2 separate regions of the Pan troglodytes genome follow, and region 2 is linked to region 1. Evidence: chromatin contacts called from public Hi-C data. All regions are on one chromosome and are shown on one strand. The core of a region is the stretch at or near the end of the contact, and the rest is flanking DNA. Distances in the headings are between cores, read along the strand shown.

Evidence for each region. Hi-C and Micro-C count contacts between places; a contact is called where the count stands out from the background.
Region 2: a Hi-C map of stem cell-derived neural progenitor cells shows a contact between it and region 1, with 5 times the contacts expected there. The contact joins the promoter of COL1A2 here to the enhancer-like site in region 1. A contact is called at or near these places in 4 of 7 Hi-C or Micro-C datasets (blood, induced pluripotent stem cells and stem cell-derived neural progenitor cells), 1 of 1 datasets of contacts at active chromatin or transcription factors (stem cell-derived excitatory neurons) and 1 of 1 other capture datasets (stem cell-derived neural stem cells).

Annotation. Positions count from the first base shown.
Region 1 is chr6:103,680,597-103,684,343 of NHGRI_mPanTro3-v2.0_pri, reverse strand. All of the region lies in intron 2 of LOC104007326 (a long non-coding RNA gene), which reads left to right. Among named protein-coding and RNA genes, the nearest start is that of COL1A2, 90 kb to the left of the region's middle. Within about 2 kb of position 1,988, at least 8 of the 24 cell types and tissues checked have an H3K27ac peak or open chromatin away from gene starts, as enhancers often do. A contact at or near this core is called in induced pluripotent stem cells, stem cell-derived excitatory neurons, stem cell-derived neural progenitor cells and 1 more, where this site is marked.
Region 2 is chr6:103,770,490-103,774,236 of NHGRI_mPanTro3-v2.0_pri, reverse strand. It overlaps COL1A2 (collagen type I alpha 2 chain), which reads right to left and starts at 1,883. Exons shown (of 52, transcript XM_001168894.7): 1 at 1,695-1,883. The coding sequence starts at 1,764.

The DNA of each region.
Region 1 (3,747 bases), core at 739-3,238:
TTAAAACATGGGACCATACTAGATATAGTTGGGGGATATGGTAATGAAAAGGACAGGAAACTGTCCCCACTGAGGGACATAAGAAATACAAGCAGTCACAATGGAGGTCAGACATTGGCAAGGCCATCTATATAAGAAAATTCAGATGAAGGAACTTATGCAGATATCATTATTTGCTAGCTTTTAGAGAATGAGTAGGGTGGGGGAGTAGGGAGTCATTTCAGAAAGAGGAACATAGCATGAGAGAAGTTATGGGAAGTAAATAGATGGATTTAGCTGGCTCCAAGTTCATAAGAACGTTTAAGTATGAGAAAAAAACAAACACAAACAAGAAAGGTTGTAACCAGATCACTAAGTGCTGACTCCCAGGTTAAAGAGTTGGTTGGAGAAAGCAAACCCTTGGAAATATCCTCAGGAGGGAAAGGAAATCAATAGTACATTGCAATGGCTTCTGAATCTTTTCATATTATCTAATACTTTCATCTGTGGGTAAATTTGTTGCAAGGTTCACAAGATTAACTGAAGAAGTTTATACTGTTATAAAAAAAAACTAGAAAGTTGTTAAAAGTTACTTCTTAGATTGCGTCTTTTAATTAAGAATAAATTATTAGCAGATCTTTGTTGTCTTAGTGTTTCAACCTTAAAATAGGTAACAGAACATGAACCAAGTAAGTATCAATGTCAGTTTACAAGTTTGTATTGCACTAAACTGTTATGAAGCAAAACAACTAAACTTTAATTTCTGCTTTCAGGAAAACTTTTTACTTATGTAACTAATCTATCAATTCATGTCATACTAGATTTGGGGTATAAATTAAGATTATGCTTCACTTAGTTTTCATTAACACCGTTTCTTTGTATTTAAACGGGCTACTCCTTTTTTTCCATTTCTTTCTGATACATTATGCATATTTAAACAAACAGAACAGAAACATTTAGAAATAAAAGTATGTGATGGTTTTCCCACACCAGTGTAAGCATAGGATGGTGGATTCCATTGAAAAGTCTGAGTTTTTGGGCTTGGGTGGATGAGGGATTGGGAAGACGGATCAACTCCTCAGAGCTAGAGTTCTTTTCAAGTGTGGCAGTCAGGGACACAGACTCCTCCTCCTCCTTTTCAATGGCCCAGTTTTAGAGTTGGATTGCTACTGCTGTCTGTAACTGTTATCTAAGAAGTTTCAAATGTATCTACATTTCGTTTTGTTGGCTTTTTGAACATTTCTTTAAAACTTGTCCTTGGGAAAGTTAGCAAGTTTGGAAGCTGCCCAAAAATCTGGAACTGGGGGAGGGAGAAGGAACTTTGTTTTGATTGTTCTTTTACTTCATTGTCTGGCTCTCCCTCCATGCCCCCTATCTCTGTCCCTCTTCCCCATTCCTCCCTCTCTTCCTCTGCTTCCTCCTCCTCCTTCTCCTTCTCCTCCTCCTCTCTCTCTCTCTCTCACACACACACACACACACACACACACACACACACACACACACATTTTTGGAGGAGAGCTGCAGTTCCTCACACAATTTCCCTTCTCATCCGTCTTGAAACATTTCGTTTTCCCCAAACCTGAGACAACAATACGATGATGTATAGTATGGATGTGTGTGCATGCACGTGTGTATGTGTGTGTGTGTTTGGTCTGTGCTGTGGAAGGACTGAAAAGAGAGTTGACTGGGGCTTCTCCTCCAGGCCTCAATCTGGCATTAGCCCATTTCTCTCTTTTCCGTAGGTGGTCTTAGATGATGGGGGGAAGAAAAAGTTTTGCTGTGTCATGAATTACGCTTTTAATTTCCACAGGCTTTTAGAACATTCTGGCCCTCTCAGTGAAAAACACTTGTGGCCTCAGAGCTTAGAGGTTGGAAGTGGGGGAAATATTCCCTTCAGGCACTCTGATGACTTTTCACAGTGGAAGGCTGCGGGGCTCTCACAGGGGGAGATTCCATTTGTCTGAGCCTGCAGAGTGTGAGTCACTGCCCAGGGAGGGCAGAGTTCAGCCCGAGGAGCTAGTGAGCCCCTGCTGCCTTAAAGGCACAATGCACGGATACCGCTGAAGGGAGGGGAAAGTGCTAGCCACCAAGCGACTGGGCTAGTCCTCAGTAATTTCTAGCTGCATTATTTATGTGGGGGTCATTAGGAAACCTAAATTTCAGTGAAAAGTCAATCGTTTACTCAAATTTCCCTGTACAGAACAGAGAAACACATACTGGATTTTACAAGCCTTTGTGAAATTGAGGTCACCTGCATCATCCACATGGAGAACAAGAATATTTATTGTGTGATTAAAGTTCTGATCCATAGGGGGAGGAAAATCATTTGCATGTCACAATTTTTTCCGCCTCCTTAATTTTCAACCCACTCACCTCATAAATTAACAACAGGTAGCATCAATCTCTCTTCAAAATATGTAAGACACTTGTAACCTTGATGGGGCGGGGGGGCTCTTCGGGTTTCACCAGCTGGTGAGAACAGGTGTTGTCATTAACTTGAACACCCACATCTTGAAGTCCAAGACTCTGCTTTCCTGGCTGCAGGAAGTCCACTGTGTTAGAGAATCCTACTCTAGATGCATTTCCAGGGAGTGTGTACGTATACTTATAAATCCTTTCTTGTCCTTTCTTGCTGAGATGACCCCTAAGTTACCCAGCAGCCTAGGGCCTTGACAGACCCAGAAATGCCTTTTGCACTTGCCATTCTGACTGCATGCATCCTCGGCATTGCTACCAGGATTTGGACATACTGCCACTGCCATGATTCGCGTTGGAGGAGCTAGAACTCAGGGACACTCCCACACAGGAACTATTATACTGTCACTAACCTGTGGCCACTCCTCGGAAGCGGAAAGATGTCAGTTATTTCTGTGATCTGTTCAGTTTATGGGTGGGGGTGGGACAGATTATTTTCCCCTGTACTTGACAGGTTTTAGATATGTATGAAGAAGTAACTTATATTTAACATTTTTATTGGAGAAACTTTGATGTGTACTTCAATTTACTAGCTATCACCTTTAAAATTCTTTGACATGCAGAAATTTTCTGGTTGATTTTTCATTGTCTTTTGAAGGTTGACTCATTTAGAAATGACGTGACATTTGCATTTGAAATCAGTACTGTATTTATTTCATTGTTCCGAGCCTTTCCAAATAAATCTGTGTGTTTTGTTCGTAGGATAATTGTGAGAAAAATAATAATGTAACAACCGTTTAGGACTCTGTGGGTTATTCATAGTTCACAACCCTTCCAACTTCAATCTTCACAAACTTTGTTTGGAATAGCAAAATGACCATGTTCCACAAAAGGAAATATTGTACTCCAGTACCATGGCCGGAACAAGATTAATAATAGTAACAGTAAAAAAATTAAGAACAAGCAACATAATTTTGCCAATGTTTCTTCATTCCTAATATCTTTAATAAAGAAAAATAATAAAACTGATCTTAAATGTGGAGAAATTAAATGCTTCATCATGAAGATAAATGCATGGAGGGCAGGAAGGGCTGAGACTGGTTGAAGTTCTTTAAGTTGTGGTTTAAGATTAACATAAGGACACATACTACACTACAATTTTTAAAAAGCTGCTATGAGTAATAATATTCTTGACATATAGCATGGACACTGTATCCAAGATATTTTCTATTATCCTTATACTTGATACCCACTTAGATTGCTATATGTAGAATTTAGACTACCATTGATCAAAGAGAGAAAAGTTTGAAATAAAAACTGCAATGCCATTCAAAGTCCCAAATGGCAGCCACT
Region 2 (3,747 bases), core at 634-3,133, 90 kb before region 1:
TTGCAACAGCCACAATTTAGGAGGGTGGACCACATCCAGCACTGACATTTAAGGGCAATTTACAAGAATTACTGTTAAATTACAAGAATGATATGTTTACTTCATTGTGTCCATCAGTAGGAAGAATAATTATGCCTGACTTGATTAACGGAAGTCCTTATGATTTTGGAAATTTGCCTTTTAATTACTCAGACATGGACCATTTTGAAGAATGTGTGTTTGATAACATTTATTCCAGACTGTGGTTGGCTGTTGATCAGAAGGTAAGTTGCCTTTGTACCTTCAAATTTCCCTAAGTCTGCCTTCATTTTATTCTCTAGGAGCCGACTCTTTCCTCCCACTCTCAAGATCTCATTAAAAATATGAACTCAGTAATGTGAATTTGTTCACTGCAATTACTCCTTAGTATCCACAGTATGTATACTAAAAGTGAATGAAGGGGGAACAGACACACAGACACACACACACACACACACACACAAACACACAAATGCATTAGAAATTATGCAGTGGTAGACACCGTGCTGTGTGGATGGAACAACTTTTTGGAGTACTGGGTGTGGTCAGACAATACCATCCCCCATCTAGTCAATATCTTTGTCTAGCACTTTGGCAGCCATTTTCAAGATGAAAACGGACTGATCTTCTTCATTCTCTGTTGACATGAAAGTCTGGCCATGGAACCTAGAGCTGGAAAGTGGCCTTGGGGTCCCTTTAATCTCTGTCTCGCATTTTAGAAAAGGCCGTTTGACTTGCCCAAAGTCACGCAGCAAATTGGTGTCAGACTCATGGGAAAAACCCCGGTCTCTTGAGTCTCATCTCAATGTTGATATTTCTCAACTTGCTGCGTTCATAATGTTTGCTTATCACTGGGAACATGTCAAAGGGGTAATTCTCAGGCTCAAACAAAATTTAGAGCAGATTTGAGTTAAAAAATGTTACCATTTCCATGACTAGAAAGTGAATTGAGACACTTATATTACTTTTCAGAATGTACCCACTCCAAGTAGCATCCATTCTTCTTTCCAGGGTTCACTGACTAGCCACTGGGAAAGGCTCCAACCAGAAATGCTGATCATTAATCTGTATAAATCCGTAGAAGCTTTAATTGGGATTCCATTTGCTTAAGGCCCTGTCCCCTGTACTTTCATTTTCCTTCCTCCAGAGGGCGCCTTATAACCATCATCATATCAGCATCGTCATCCTCCTCCTCCGGACAAGCCTTACAATGCCCAGAAGATAAAAGCTCTTAGGAGGTGAGTTTTACATTACTCAGTTGAAGGGTTTTCTAACGCAGGCCTCAAGTTTTACAAGGTGGACATCAGTGCGGTTATGGGGCCTGTGGGGTGCAGGCCCTTGACTTCCTCCACCACATTGGTCGTTAATATCTCATCCTTAGGGAAAAAGACCTTCCGCTCCCTTTGGGGGTTACTAAGCTGAGGAGCCAGACCGAGTTAACCGTCTCACTCTGAACTTAGAGGAAAAGTTCCCTAACTTTTGGCAAGGCTTTTATGTTTTCATTTTTTAAAGTAATTTCCATGTTTCTTATCAATTCCGGCGTTTTCCCACATGCCTGAGAGTCTGCCCTCCAAGTGTACCTGGAATTCAGGTTACGGGTTTTCCTTTTCAGGGCAGGGTGCCCTCCCATCTAACCTCTCTACCCAGTCTCCCCCAAACAAGCTGAAGGCACTTACATTGGCATGTTGCTAGGCATAAGGTTACTGCAAGCAGCAACAAAGTCCGCGTATCCACAAAGCTGAGCATGTCTAGCACTTAGACATGCAGACTCCTTGTGTCGCAGAGCCCCTGGGTCACCGGCGGAGGTATCACCTGGCGGGCGCGGGCATGCAGTCGTGGCCAGTACCTCCAACTTAGCCGAAACCTCCTGCTGCCGTGGTGCTAAAATAATAAAGCCCGAATCTGCCCTATTTATACGGCAAAAGTTTCCCTGGCCCTAGGGTGCCTCCAAAAGGGCCTCCACCAATGGGAGGGCTGGGGCTGGGGGCCCGGGCAGCCACAGCTGGGAGGAGCCTGCGGGGGCGCAGAGGAGGGAGCGAATGGGGGAAGGGACGTGGCCACGGGGCTGGCTTCTTAAATTGGTTCCATTCTTTTTGAGGACGTGGACACTTTTGAGGCTTTCAAGGGGAAACTCTGACTCGTTGTCTGCATACCTCCGCCCTCCGCATCCTCCCGCTCTCCCCCGCCCTTTCCAAGTGTGGAAACACTATGGGACACGTCGGAGTGCTCTGCAGCCCCGACATGGGCAGAATTTGCAGATCTCCGGCGATCAAAGCAGGAGCTGTCCAGTCCCGCCTCACCTGTGCCCTGTAGGCCACTTGTAGGGTGGAGGGCTCCAGCGGGAGCGGAGGGGGCAGAGAAGGAGGGAGGGAAGACTCGACAGCGTGGCGCAGCCGGAGCCCGCCTCCCTGCCCCTCCACCCCTGCACCCCGCCCCCAGCCCCGTCCCGCTTTTCTCTAGCTTTGGGGCTCGTGTGCGCCCACTGTTTCAGCAGTGATGCACTCTCTTTGTCTTATGACTTCGGGAAAGGGGGGGTCCTGTCTGTGGAGGGCTGGGTTGCAGTCGGAGGGCGCCTTTTGTTGGCAGGTGGGCTGGGGAGCAGGGTCGAGGCTGCTTGGCACCCGGCTACAGGGAGGATAGGCTTTGCGAACTCTAGACTAGACCGAGTCACCTGGGGAAGTCCTTCGACCTCCTAGCTTGCCTTTGCTGAGGCTCATTCCAAAGAGGGTCTTTTGGGGGATGGTCTGGCACTCCGACACGACTCCAACCGACCTGGAGACCGAGAACTTATTTCTCAGTCTCTCCTTTCTGAGGCTGCGGTGGGGGATCTTTCATGGTTTCCAGTCTCCCCTCCCCTTCTCCATGGGCTCCTTGTCTGGATTTACCAGTTCTACCCTGAGCCTGGACCCTTCAACCCTCCCGTGAGCCCCCCGGTCCCTCTTGACCTTGCTGCTTACTCTCTGTCCCATCTCTTACAGCCACACCCAAGCATCTCCCCTAGCACATCCAGAGGCCCTTCTGATTCGAGCTTGGGGTCTTCGTAGTCTTCGCTGGTAACACCCCAAGCAGTGCGCCCACCAACGTGGATGTTAACTCTCTCCCCAGCACCCAACTTCCCTCTTCTCTGGCCGCCTCCATCCAACCCTCCACTCCCTACTAGGGAGAGGAGGAACTGGTACTTTGACCCTGAGGTGGGAGGCCAAAGGTCCTGTGCCTTTTTCTAAAGCCTCTTGAGATGGCATTCCAGGCCCTAGGTTTGAAAGGCTGTGTGTGTGTGTGTGTGTGTGTGTGTGTGTGTCAGGCCTCTCCTCTACTTGCCTAAGGTCCCCATGAGGCAGCGGGGGCCTAGTTAGAGTGCTGCTCTATCCCAGAAGTCATCGCAAAGGGGGCATCTTTAGGTCAGTTCTGTCTCTAAGAAACAGAAGCAAGTGGGCTGTAGTTGCCTGAGAATCTTTTTCCCTTCCTTCCCCCCACCCCCTCCCCGCTTTTTTTGCTTTGCCTTAAGGAAGAATTTCTGCAGAAGTTAACTCCATCAGCAGCTTCTGTAAATAAAAGGGACTATTCTAAAGCAGGCTACTCTTTCTAAATGTAAAAGAAGAAAAAAAGGTTAATGCAAGTAAAAGTGGATAACCAAAAACTATAATAAACTCTTGTTTTATTCTAATTAAAGGCACTGACTTGGGAGACCACGTTGGATGATTTTTTGAAGTATCTGGGAGTGAAAGAATT